Regions from separate parts of the Cricetulus griseus genome. Here region 2 is linked to region 1. The links are chromatin contacts, called in public Micro-C maps. All regions are on one chromosome and are shown on one strand. Each heading gives the region's core, a stretch centred on a gene start, on an enhancer-like site or on the middle of the called end of the contact. The rest is flanking DNA. Distances are from core to core; before and after follow the strand shown.

What was found. Hi-C and Micro-C count contacts between places; a contact is called where the count stands out from the background.
Region 2: a contact with region 1 is called in a Micro-C map of the CHO-K1 cell line, with 1.9 times the contacts expected there. The contact joins the promoter of Stk17b here to the enhancer-like site in region 1. A contact is called at or near these places in 4 of 8 Hi-C or Micro-C datasets (the CHK-Q cell line, the CHO-K1 cell line and fibroblasts).

The regions. Positions count from the first base shown.
Region 1 is chr2:408,316,598-408,323,785 of CriGri-PICRH-1.0, reverse strand. No RefSeq gene overlaps it. Among named protein-coding and RNA genes, the nearest start is that of Dnah7, 26 kb to the right of the region's middle. Within about 2 kb of position 1,650, at least 4 of the 6 cell types and tissues checked have open chromatin away from gene starts, as enhancers often do. A contact at or near this core is called in the CHO-K1 cell line and fibroblasts, where this site is marked.
Region 2 is chr2:408,373,015-408,379,734 of CriGri-PICRH-1.0, reverse strand. Stk17b (serine/threonine-protein kinase 17B) reads left to right here and starts at 2,206. Exons shown (of 8, transcript XM_027396878.2): 1 at 2,206-2,361.

The DNA.
Region 1 (7,188 bases), core at 401-2,900:
AGGCTACCCTGGAGCACACTAATTCCGATGCTCACTCCCTTTTCATGTGTGAGACAATAGATCCCATTTAAGCGATTTTGGGTTGTGGCTTCTGTTCCTTGTAGCAGAAATATCCAAGCTAACATCACAGCACACCATGACTGTTATCTAGATGTGGTGTTTGCCTTTGCTGGTGTAAAGGATGGCTACAGATGTGGGACTCACAATGCTACATCGAGTCCCATACAGTTCTGGTGGCCAGACGCCTAAACTTATTTTGCCAGCAGGCGCATGTTCTTTCTGGAGGCTCAGGGAAAATTCTTGATTTTTTTTTCCTTATCAGATTCCACCAAGTGCTTATATTCCCTGGCTTATGGACTGTTTTAATCTGTTTGAACTGCAATCCAAACACACCTTATATTGACCAATTTATAAACAGAAATTGGCTGTTTCCAGTAGAGGAGGCTAGGACAGGCAATATCAAGATGCTAGCAGATTCCCCGTGGCTGATCTCCTTGCCATAGATGGGTCCTTCTTGCTGAGCCATCACATGGCAGAAGAAGCAATCTATCACGGGCCTTATAATTTACTCCAGAATTGGCAGTCTTGCCTGTCATCTCAATAACAACACTTGACAACTCAACTGAGTCTTTGATGTGTATTGTTTTAAGGGCTTTCCCTGAATGTGATAATCAGGGTATTACTTTGAAATTATTGCCACTGTTAGATATCCATTCTGCAGAGGGATATCCATTATGCAAATTCAACTCTGAGTGCTAATTTTGTCTACTTAGGAATAAGTTGAAACCGCATGGATTTTAGTACTCTTTCAGAAAAAAAGGCAAGCTTCTCCAGCTGAGGGTGGCTAGGGTGCATTTAACTGTGACTTTACTACATCCAGGAGGGCTTGGACAGCAGAATTTATCACCTTTCCAAACAGGAACTCCAGAGCCAGAGATGGGGGCAGGGGGCAAGTTAATTAAGCAACTTAATCAAGTAAAGCTTCATTTTATTAGGGAAGAAGGTTTTATTTGCAAAGGCCCTAAGCAGTGTGTCTTTAGTGGCTTGATCCCTGCACCATTTCCTGGCAAAAGGGGAATGGCCAAGCCTGAAGCTCTCCTGGTTAGAGCCCAGAACAAAGCCAAGAGTTAGTCAGTGAAGACAGAAGACAGCTAGCTTGGGAGCCTTGCCCTCTCTAGGCTGTGCCTACCTGCAGAATGCAAGATGTTTAGCAGGCTAATGCAGAGAGTCGGCTGTGTGCCTGGGACACGCATCCCAAAGCCTCTGACCACTTCTTGCTGTGACTCAGGACAGATTTTAGAGCTGCTGACTCGCTGAGGCAGCTGAGGCAGCTGGGGCAGCTGGGGCAGCTGGGGCAGCATGCTGAGGCTGTGTTGAGCAAAGTGGCAGGGTAAATAGAATTCCACCTCTTATCTGCCCAGCTCAAATGGTCTGGGGAGTAACAGTTCCAGATAACTTGGAAGATAATCTTTTATCTTGAGGAAGGAAAAGTTCCCATTGCAGACCCAATGTGTATCTTCTCAGATAAATCCCTTTCTTACTCACAGGAATCTAAAAACAAGTTTCCTTCTACAACCCCCACCACAAGTAACCTATTTCACCAAGAGTAAAGCATGTGACAATTAATCTTCCCCAAGCACAGCAGAGCTGAGTCACCCACACAGGGACTCAGGCTTTCCCTGCAAAGCTACTTCCTGAGCCTCAGCCTCCTCCTTCCCTGTTCTAGACAGGGTCCTACAACTTGGGATACTTGACACGTATTTCAGAGCTATTGAACAGCCTGCTCTGTATGCATGTCCTGTTGTGATTAGATCATTTCCATGCTTAAGAAAAGTAGGATATTTAGCTTGGAGTTTTGATCAAATAGATGCACATGTGAAAACAAACTTTCTAACCTGAGTTAAGTACAGCTTCCTCACCTGGAATCAATGGCCAGATACAAAGCTGGCTGCTCAAGAGGACTCTCCTGCTACAATGGTTAAAGGTGACTGGAATATTCAGAGGAATAGGGACACCTTTTGTTATGATTTCCGTTGTAGCATTTGTGCTCTTCTACTTTCCATGTAGACCAAAGCCTCTGGAGTAATTGCCTTCAGCAAGTGCAATGGTGCCCTTTGTTCAGAAGGAGTCAGCCTTGTAGTTTGAACCAACTGGGGTTGTGTGTGTAAACAGAACATTGCATAAAGTCCAAGAGACTCTCACTACTCCTAAGAAGTGCCTGCCCACCCTTGGGGAGCCAAGAAGTAAGCTTCATGGGGACAAGTAAGAGGGTTGTTGTTTGGTTGTTGTTGTGTTTTTGTTTTTGTTTTTGGTTTTGGTTTATTTGGTACCAGTTTTGTGTTATAGATGTAGAATAGAGACTGTGCTGTGTGCTGCCTACCTCAGTGTTTTCACTGATCCCTAGAGAGACTGAAGACCACAGGCTGCCATGCTAGTCCTATATGTAGAGGCCAGGGCAGATACTCCAAGCAGTCCAGCTGTCATGTAAGTCACACAATGCCCACCCTCCAGCCACCCCCTGGAAGTGTAAGATAATTTCTCTAGTTGAAAACAGAATGCTATCAGATTTGCATCCTCTAGCACGTGGAGTCACTTGTGTGCTTGAGGAATGAGCTTAGATATTCAGTTATTTGATGCTGGATGCTGTGTGAAAGGAATGAGTCCCTGGAGTTGAGGGTTTACATCGAGAATTTCGCCCCAGTGGTGCCGCGGCAGGAAGGGAACAAGAGTCAAGTCCCTAAGGGGGAGCTTATCATGAAAGATCTCAGACTTTAACAGGGAGGTGTTTTGAGTACATCACAAACATATTGAACTTTAATACCATGCACTGAAGGGCAAATATTTCCTTTGTAGCAGCAGCAGCAGCTCCTATTATGTTTTAGAGGAATTTTCCAGTGAATGTCTTTACTGTGCAGGCCTTGAAATGTTATCCTTTCTTTGGTTACATGCACTTTCACTTTTGGAAACTTTACATGCTGTTCTTTACCAATAATATTTTATTCCCCCCCCCCAAATAGCCAGCTCCTGGGGACAATTTAATAAAAGCTGACCCAACAAGAAATGCTTTAGCACAGGCCTTCTTGATATCTTTGGCTAGGCACCATGCCTTATGCAAGTACGTTCTGTGTAACATTATCACTAAAGATGCCAAAGACAATCTCGGTATTGAATGACACAAATAAAATGTTAGTTGTTTCATGTAAGAGCATTTGTTCCTGTGAATGTGGAAGTAGGGGTGCTAGTAGAGGAATGGTTTTGTGTGTGTGCACGCACACATACATGTGGCTGAAATGGGTGGGTGATAGGACAAACATTGGCAAAAATATGACCAGGAGAAACTCTCTAGACTGTAGTTGACAGCTCCCTTTACAGAGGAGGTGGTGTTCAGTAATAGCCTGTAGACTCAAGCACTTCCCTATGAAAGTGACCTGGAAGGTATTTGCGGTGGTTTGAATGAGAGTGTCCCCCATTGGATCTAGAATTTGAATACTTGGTTCCCAGCTGGTGGCAGTGTTTTCAAGGCTTAGGAGATGTGGCCTTATTGGGGGAGACATGTCCTCCAATATTATTGGAGGTGGGCTTTGATAATTTTAAAGACTTGCCATGTTCCTAGTGTGCTCTCCCTGCTTCCTGCTTGTAGTTCAAGCTGTGAGCTATAAGCTTGCTATACCAACTGCCATGTCTGCCCCTTTGCTTCCATGATGGGTTCTCATCCTTGTGGACTATAGGTCCAAATACTTCCTTGTTGCCTTGGTCACGGTGTTTGATTACAGCAGTAGAGAAGTGACTAATATGGTGTCTGCTCCAGAACGGTTTATGACATGGTGCTTTCTAGAAGGTGCTCTGAGCTAACTAGGATTGAAATATAGGGAACCAAGTAGGCAGAAAACTCACCAACTGTAACTTCTTCTCACTGGGGCAGAGCTACCGGTAAAATCCTCTAAGAAATGAGGATGTTGCATGGACAGTTAGTGAAAGAAGAGGAGACCTGGGGAAGAGTGGAACTTACCTCTCTAGAGCTCATTTGACACTGGTAGTGACAGAATGCAGGTTAGATGGCTCAGACTGGGTATGGTCAATAACCAGAGATTTTTTTTTTTAATTTTAAAAGCAATCTTATTTTACGTATCAATCCCCCTATTCCCTCACCCTCCCATCCACCCATGCCTTCCACTGACCCCCTCAACCCACCCTCACCCACTTCCCAAGGATAGTGAGGCCTTTCATGCTTCCAAAGGGGATCATCAAAGTCTGTCACATCATTTGGGGGAGGGCCCAGGCCCTCTTTCATGTAGCTGGGCTGTAATAGTGGGGAGCCAGCATTGGACCGAACCAAGCCCTCTGAATGTGGGTGCCAGCTAGGTGGCCAGGGCAGTCTATGTGATGTCTAACAATGGAGCCAGTGTTTATCCCTACAACACAAATGGACTTTGGGAACCCATTCCCTATGAAGGGACCAGAGATTTTAAGGAGCTATTAAAGGGACAGCTTTAGTCTGATGGGAGAAGGGGAGGGGATGGTTTATAAAACGTTTGCACATCTTTGGAGAACCTGGTATTAAGGTTGAATGTGTACTCCAGAAGTTCATTGGCTGGAAACTTTATCTTCAAATTCACATATTGTTGAAATTTTGATACAGAGCCTATGATAGGCTCTATATCATAATTCATAATTAGGACTGACGATGTGATGGGACCCGTGATGGCATCTGTGGCCCTGATGGCATCTGAGATGAACACTTGCTCTCTCACTTTGTGACGCCCCATGCTACATTTTGATGCAACATGAATGCCTCTGCCAAATCTCATACACCCCCAACCTTCAGATCTGTAAAAGCAAATACATTTTTTATATAAATTACCCAGACTTAGGCATTCAGTTATGGTAAAGAAAAAAATGATCAGCAAACACACTTAAGTTCTAATTGACTCATCTGCCAATTTTGAGTCACTTTGGAAATTTTATGCAGTGCAGTGACACTTTGGGAGATCAATAAGTCAAGTAGCTTTTTTTTTTTTTTTTTTTGCTTTGATTCTGAACCTGTTGGTACACTAGAAATAGAAATACAAGTTTGAGGGGAGGGAGAGGGAGAAGGGACTTACATGTGAAACAAGTCTGTTCCCTAACTTGAATTAATAAAAAAATAAATAAAAAAGAAATACAAGTTTGATTACTGGAAAAAATTATATTTGAAGACAAATGATGTGGCTGTGATTAGTCCCACCTTAAGGAAATGTAGATTCTTTGACCCAAGAGTCTTATATCATAGTAGTTTAATTATTTCAGAGCTGGGAGAAAGAGTAGACTACCAGTAGTCATAGATGTATATATATTATAAATATTTCAGACCTACTCATGAAGTCTGTAGAAGTGAAGCCAACATAGTTACCTCCTTATGTGAAGGTTATCTCAATAAAATCACCACTATATTTTAACTTTTCACATGACAGAGCAGTGAGGAAAAATGAATGAGTCTTCATAAAGTTAGAGAAGCAGCTAGCCTGGGGCTTCGGCTTGGTTCACCTGTCACCCATTTGGGGTACACCATGTGAGTTTACATTTGCATTTCTTTCCACCAATCCTGACACTAACTACCTGGAGTTAGTATAGATTCTACAAACTGGTCAGCCTCACAAAACTGTCCTCACTTCAGACACCAGTTGCAAGACCTGACAGTCACGTGTGCCTCTGACTAACTGCCTATAAGTTTGGGGATTCCCATGGACTCCCTGCAAGGGTAAAACAATAATTTGCAAAGGATGACTCAGACCCTGGGAAAGCTGTAGAGTTATAATCACATTTGTATTATAAAGAACGCAGTTAAGGGCCAGTCAACTAGAAGAAATGCATAGAGCAAGGAACAAAGAACCTTAACAGAGAAATGGACCACTTTGAGAAGAATAAAACAGAAATTCTATAACTGAACTATTCCAACACACAAAAAAATGGAATTATTTACAAAGAAAGCTTAACATTACAGAAGAAAATCCTAAAGATGGGTCACAGGAACTATTAAAACTGAAGCATTAAAAAAAATAGAAATGAGAACACAGAAAGTGGGTGCGCGCGCGCGCGCGCGCGCACGCGCGCACACACACACACACACACACACACACACACACAGACATGGTGCTGCATGTTTGAACTGCCAGCACAAATGAGCTTAAGGTGAGAGGACTGCAGTTCTAAGCCAGTGAGACCATGACTCACAAGAGAAAAAAAGCAAATAGAACTTTGGTGACCTATGAGACATAAGCAGTCACACTACCTTAAATAGTAGGAATAGAATGGAACAGACAAGGATTTAAGGAAATGCAAGTCAAATGCTTTCAAAATCACATGACTATCTCAAAAGATGAAAAAAAAAAGCCTCTGACAAATTCCAACATGCCTTCACAATAAAAGTCTCTACAGAATGTAGGGCTAGAGGGAACATACCTCTATATCATAAAAAATTATATATGAGAAAACCACAGCCAACAACATCCCAAATGGCAAAAAAGCTTGAAGCAATCAGATTGAAGTTGGGAATGAGTCAGGGCTGTCTACTATCCACATTGCTGTATAACACTGCTCTGGAAGTGCTAGCAGGAGCAGTGAGGCAAGAAAGGAAATTAAAGGATACAGATAGAAAAAGAAGTTAAAAAAATTCCTTATTTGCAGATGACAAGACATTGTTCATTAAAAATCCCACAAATTCTGTCAGAATTATAGAGCAATGGATAAAAAAATTTCAGCAACATGGCAGGATGCAGAATCAACTTGCTCAAATCAATAGCTTTCTGAACACCAACAACAAAGGTACAGAGAAAGATCTTAGATACATCCCTATTCACGGTGGCTTTCAAATTGGATGACATTTATAAACCAAGAAAAACTCATCAATATAAATCAAGATGATATAAACAAACTCATATTAAATACTCTCACATAGGTGAAAGATGTATGACTTCTCAGTAACAATACACACCAGAATGGATGGAGAGTTTGGCCCATCACTTGACCCAGTTTAATCCAAATGTACCAATTCTGAGGCCCTCTCTGATACTGAACAGATAACCTTCAAGGTGTTACCTCTTTCTTCCTCCCTTTTCTCCTCCCCTTCATCTTCCTCATCATCCTTCGTCTGGCAGTAAGGATTGAATCCAGGGCAGCTTGTATAAGCAAGTTACTCTACCACTGATCTAA
Region 2 (6,720 bases), core at 957-3,456, 55 kb before region 1:
CACAAACAAACGGGCAAAGGTGCATTAGTTTCTTTCTGCTCTTGACAGAGAATGGGATATAACTAGTTGTTTGAATTTCCTGCCTTGACTTCCCCACAATGATGAACTATATCTGAGACTGTAAGTGAAATAAACCTCTTTATTCCATAAGTTGCTTAAGGCAGTTGTCAGACTATTTTTAGCACAACAGCAGAAATGAATCTGGAACAGGAGCTCTAAAGTAGCACAAAGGGTCAAACCCTTGCACCAGGGAGCACAGGGTGCGGACGCTGGAAGCACAGAGCACAACTCAACAAAGAGTTCTGATTGCTGGAGAAGGCAACAGGTTTATAGTCCAAAATTAAATGGAATGTAAGAAGACAGTTCAAAAGCTGGTGACAGGCGGGTGGTGGTGGTAGAGAAATGACTCACTGGTTAAAACACTTGATGCTCTTGTAGGGTACCAGAGTTCAGTTTCCAGTACCCACATTGGGTAGCTCACCATATCTAACTCCAGCTTTAGGTGGGGAGAAGCGAGCACCTCCAGCCTCCTCTGGCACCTGTACTCATGTGCACAAACCCCTCACATACAAAGGATTGAAACTAAAAATGTTTTGTTGTTGTTTTTTTTATGTTGGCAATGGGCCAGGGAGATGTCTCGGTTGGTAAAAATGCTTGTCGTGCTACCACAAGGACCTCAGCACAGATCCCTGTGTAAAAAGCTGGACACGATGGTGCCTGAACCCGTCTCCTGTAATCCCCAGTGCAGGGGAAGTGGAGACAGGTGGGTGGATCTCCAGAGTTCACTGGTCAGCTGGCCTAGCTGAATTGGTTTAAGGTGAGACTCTCAAAAGTAAGGTGGAGAGTTAATGAGGCGACCCCTGGCCTCCACATTCATGCACACTGATGTACACAACCCCACATAAACACATAAATACACTCCTCCACACGCAAAAGCTGGCAACCAAGGAACTGTTGAAATTAAAAGGGTACAGTTAACACATGTATACATCAAAAACCACTACAAGGAGCCCCAGGAGGGTACTGGCTCCAGCTTTGACTCGGGGACTTTGGGATGCAGCTGATTTTTTTCTGAAAGAAAATATGGGAACAGTCTCAATGGTTTGTGAACACCTGACAAATATATTTTCAGTGTGTGACTTTGTTTCCATCTTCACAAATAGGCTTCCCTGGCCAGAAAGATGCCATCTCCTCAGTTGGACAAAGCTTAGAGAATCAATACATTATACTGAAGCCTGTCTAAATAACAACAGACAGACTTGGTGAAATGGATATGATGCTTTAAATGCTTGTATATTAGAAGGAAGAACAATCGGATAGCTTGAGGAAATCTTGGGGAAATGTTGCTAAGATCTTTTAAAAGCAAGAGGATATATATATATATATATATATATATATATAATATATATATATATATATATCCCAGGATCTTATATGTATGTAAACCTACTGTGTCTAGCAAATTGAAAGTCTAGGTACTTTCAATTTTTAAACTGTCTTCAAGAGGTAACAGATCCTGGGGGCTGGGGGTGGAACTCGGTGGTGGAGCCCTTGTTTAGCATGAGAAAGGCCCTGGCTTCTCTTTGGACTCTAACCCTGCCATAAAAATTAAAAAATAATGAAGTTAGCAATGTGTGTTGAGCAGATACAGGTTTTCATCCTTTCCCTCAGCACAGTAAAGTAGCAATTAGTTCGTCTTCGGCCTCTCCTACAGTGCTTTGAGCCAGTGTCTCAGGACACCAGCTGTAGAGATCAGCATCGGTAAATCCCCGTGTTTATGGTTCCAAGAACTTCTGGAATGGATAGCAAACTGGAATCTCTATTTGCAGAGTAGGTTCAGGTGGTAAGGAAGAGGACAGGGAAGTCTTTATAAAAAAAAAAAGAAAAAAGAACTGTGGTCGTCACAGAGGCAAACAGCAGGGACGTCTCCGGCTTCTTTTCTCTCTGGCGTCCCACTACCCACACCACCAGGAGGGACCACTCTACAGGTGGAAAAAAGTCGCGAGGGGCTAAACCCGCCCCCTCTCCAGTTCTAGACTGTCTGCAGCCAAACCTACGGGCGCCAGGCGCCCCGCCCGGGCCCCGCCCACTCCCCAACTGCGGCCCCGCCCCTCAGCACGCCCGGCTGGCCGGCGCCCCTCCCCGCCCCCCACGTGACAACCCCACCCGCCACGCGCGCTCCGATTGGTTCTTCGGCACGAGAAGGCGGAGTCTATCGAAGTCCTGCGCCCAAGAGGCGGCTGCACTTTTCAAACCCCAACTGTAAGAAGCTTGGGTCAGCGTCTGTGCGGTCGTCGCCACCGGGAGTCGCCTCTCGGGGCCTGGCTGACGGCGACCGGCCGCTGCGGGGAAGAGTGCGAGGTGAGCCTGTGTAGCCGCGGCCCGGTCGGAGGGTGGGTAGAGCCTGCGGCGGCGGCGCCGAACTGCGGCCGAGCGGTCCGCCAGCGTCGCGTCTAGGGTGCGGGGCGCGGGGACACGGCGGGGAGCCCGAGGGCCGGGGCCGGCGTCCCGGAGCGTGGCCTTGCCCGATCGCCCCCACGGCGTGTGAACCTGTCCTCCTTGTGGCTCCCGGGGTCGCGTGCGGTGGTCGCGGGGCGCCTTCACGTCGGGGCGGGCGGGCGCGCCTGACCCGCAGCCCGGGAGAAACTTTGCGGCCGTCGCGTGAGCTGCTGTCAGTCCCGGCGTGGCGAGCCGAGCTGTTGCCGTGACTTCCCGGCTTTCCTTTAAGGAGGTGGTTAGTCCTCTGTGCCTGTGACCCATCCACAGACTGGAGAGCCACATCATGGCCACGGTGTGGACCTTTATCCCCGCCCGGCCTTACCGTGGGAAAAGGCTCTCGGGATATAGATGAGTGGAGACAAAGTTGAAAGAAACTTCCCGGCCAGCCGGTGGCCAGTCTCCGTGGCTTGTGTTGGGACTAGAGGCGCGCTGGCTTCAGCTCGCAAGTTGGAATTAAGAAATATGTCCGAAAGCCTAGTAATTTCAATCATACTCAAAACATTAGGTCTGTGTATGACATTCACCGAGTGTGTCTGGCTGACGTCATGTTTACATCCGCGGTACCGATAACGCCGAACCTCATCGGCAGGTTTGATACGGTGTGGACTTTTTAAGTTTTCAAGTCTAGGGGAGAGAGGGGCTGTGTCTTGGGCAGCAGGGTCAGCAGCGGTAACTAGGGAAGCGGAGGCATATGAAACATGGAATTTTCAACTCAGGGAGCACAGTTCTATGGCAGAGAGGTATAAACTCACTTTCTCATTGGTACACCGTTGTACAGTCTTTACGGTGAGATACCCAGAAATGGTTTTCAGCAGTTTCATAAAAATTGAATCACATTGCTTTAAAATTGAGTGTATTTCAAAAAGCTAGTGACCAAGTTTTAGACCTGTCTTCTTTCCTGATCCTTTTCTAATATTAACCTTTTTTTGATATTTCAAATAATTGTTAATTTCTAGAGATATACATACATTTTAGATAATTTTCTAAAATGAAGGTTTACTATTAAAGTACATTTACTTACATGACAGTATGTTTAAGTTAGAAAAATAATATTTCTGTAATAATTTGAGTCTTCTTTGTATGTGAATAGAATGGTGACAGTGTCTCTTGGATTTTTAAGTAAGAAATTCCAGTTCCAGTTCAGGGAGATGGCACTGCCAGAAGGTGCTTGTCTCCAACCCAAATGTCCTGATCCATAGGACCTACATGGTAGAAAGAGAGAACCTATTCTCACTTCTCCTCTTGCATGTAATAAAAAATTAAAAAAAAATAGAAATTATAATTTGGTTAAGGTAGAAGTGGCATTTTAGTAGAGGCTTCATTAATCAATGTCAATAACATCTATAGAAAATGCAGGCATTTAATGGCAGATGCTTTTAATTAATTTCATTTTTAACTTTGTACTGACAGCTAGGCAGTGGTGGCACAGGCTTTTAATCCCAGCACTGGGGAGGCAGAAGCAGGTGGATCTCTGTGAGTTTGAGCCAGCCTGGTCTACAGAGCAAGTTCTAGAACAGCCAGAACTGTTACACAGAGAAACCCTATCTCAAAATAAAAAAGATTGCACTAACAATGCACAGCTTGACAGCTTTATGGTACTAGGTGAACATATAAACATGTTTCAACACTTTGTTTTGTAACAATTTGATAATTATAAAGGATTTCTATGTCAAAATGTCCTAATTTTAATTGTAGAGACTCAATTTAAAACTCATAAATCAAGGAAACCAGTTACACATTTATTCACTTTACCTTAGATTTTCTTAAAGTATATTATAATGCATATTTCCTGTATCTGATATTCTCTACATCTTGACATTTGCTCTATTGTTTAGCCATATCCCAAGACGTGCCTACCAGTTTTGAAGGATTTTTGCTTTTTGAGACAGAGTCTCACTCTGTAGACCTGGCTGGCTTTGAACTGAAGAGATCTGTCTGCTTTTGCCTCCCAAGTGCTGAGATGAAAGGCTAGTACCACTATACCAACTCAATTTGGATTATCTGTTTATATGGCAGCAGTGTTGGGGATTGAACCTGTGGGTTCTTGCATGTAAGATTGGCAGTCTACCAACAGAGCTATATATACAACTATACATGGTTTTCTATGCCAGACTACTAGAAAAAGATAGGGTTTTGTTGTTTGTTTGTTTGTTTGTGGTACTGTGTTCAAAGCAGAGAAATGTTCTTTTTAATTAAGTTACAAGTATGTATTTTATATGATTATATTGTGATATAAGTTGCAATTTTGAATGCATACTTCATTAAATTACTTTCTTCTCTTTATCCTTTTCCTAAGCATGTAATTCATAGTTGGTTATTTTGTGCATGTAAATGAGTTCTCTTTTAAATATTTATACATAATATGTTTTGCTTGATCCCCTTGCTCTTTCCAGCTAGTCCAAAAGAGGACATACATATTAAGCACTGAGAAATTTTAAAGGTGAAATAGAAAGTCTTTTTTTTTTTAATCCTTGAAGGATTAGATTCCATTTTGCATTGTAATAGTTACTGAACAAACAGTACTTTGGTGCTGTTAGTAAATGGTATGGTAATTTATTTTACAACAGAAACCCAATTTTCCATCTGATGAGTGACAAGCTCTGTGTAATTGCTGGCCCACCATTATTTCCATTTTCAACATCTTCTCATCCTTCACAATTACAGGATTTATTCTTTGCTGAAGGTGGAAGAGGTGGCGGCAGGCCTTACTGTCTTGGCCCAGTGTCAGGCTGGGGTTCCTTGCCTGGGACTGTATCCCTGGTGTAAACTATACCCTAGAGGTTGGACCAGAGTCAGTTGGCTTCCTATTGTGATTTTCAGGGGATTAGATTATTGAATTATGCTTGCTGTTGCGTATTTAAAAACAAATATAACGGTACAGTGCTGTCAGTAGACTACATAGCATATGGAAGTCATCATCCATTAACACCGGTGCTGTCTTCCAGTCCCTGGCCAGCTAAAACATATGCTTCAACACAGCAGAAAGTTCTTTTTTTTTTTTTCTTTTTATGGGTGCTAGATAAGTAAAACTTTAGTTTATCTTTTCCTAGACACAACTTGGTCTTGTTGATGCCCATGTAGAAGAGAAAAGTTGCTTCCCTGCTATATTCATTCACATTTACTTCATGAAGATAGGACAACTATCTGACTTTCAGGGGTGTTCTTAGCTAACATAGATAGTGACATGAAAACAAGTGCTCACCTAGTCTGAAACAATTAGTAAGTCAAGACTACATGTTTTTTAGTCTTGCATAGATGATAAAAATGAATTTATTTACATTTCTAGGTCATGTGACTACCTTGTTTTGAACTGAAATTCTATAAGAGCAATTTAAAATGTTCATAACTAGCTAACTGCTATGAAATAGGCAGGGACTATATTGAAAGCTTCTGTACTGCAATTTCCAGATGAATCTCAGGCTAGTCCGTAAAATTGCCTTTTGCTGTATTTTATCATTTATAGACTTTTATCCAACATTTCTAAATTCTTATTAGGGACATCATGCCAAGTTGCTTAAGTTCAAGTACAAGGTTATTGTCCTTTAGATACAAAGTGTGATTGCAATCTAACATTACATTTTCAAGTAAAGGGGTATGTCAAGAATCCTCTTGTTTGAAGCATAAAGGAAAGGCGTTTACGTCAACCTGTGGCTTTTAGGCAAAGCTTCTTGGGGCAGAGCATGTATAAGAAATAGCCACTTAAGGAAAGTATATTTCAGACAGAGAAGTAAAGCAAAGAAGTGGAGAGAAAATATGAGATTGAAGCATGACGAGAAAGGGAGCAAGGGTATATTGAGCTCCTGGGTCTTTGAGTGTCATGCTACAAAGGATTTTAAGTTATAGTTCCTGAGGCTAATAAAGGCAACTATTTCCAAATGCTTTTAGTATTGTATTCTGTAATCTCTACATTCATGAGCTCTTTTCATTTGATAACCTTGGAATGAATATTACAATGAATAACTTTTAAGTTGAGTTGGTTAGAGGTTTAGAAGGATGTTTATTTACTGTTCATCATACTGGCTTTCTCCATTCAGTTCAGCCAAGGCACAGATCAAATCTAACAATTCTTTCTCTTCCTTCATTGATTCATATCTGAATTCTTATTGTAATTATTATAATGGGAGTTAATGAAAAAACTGGAAAGAGTATGACATCATACTAGTGTATGATTGAAATCTTACTTGTATCTTCTGTTATGCATTTATGCCTTCTGGCACTGTG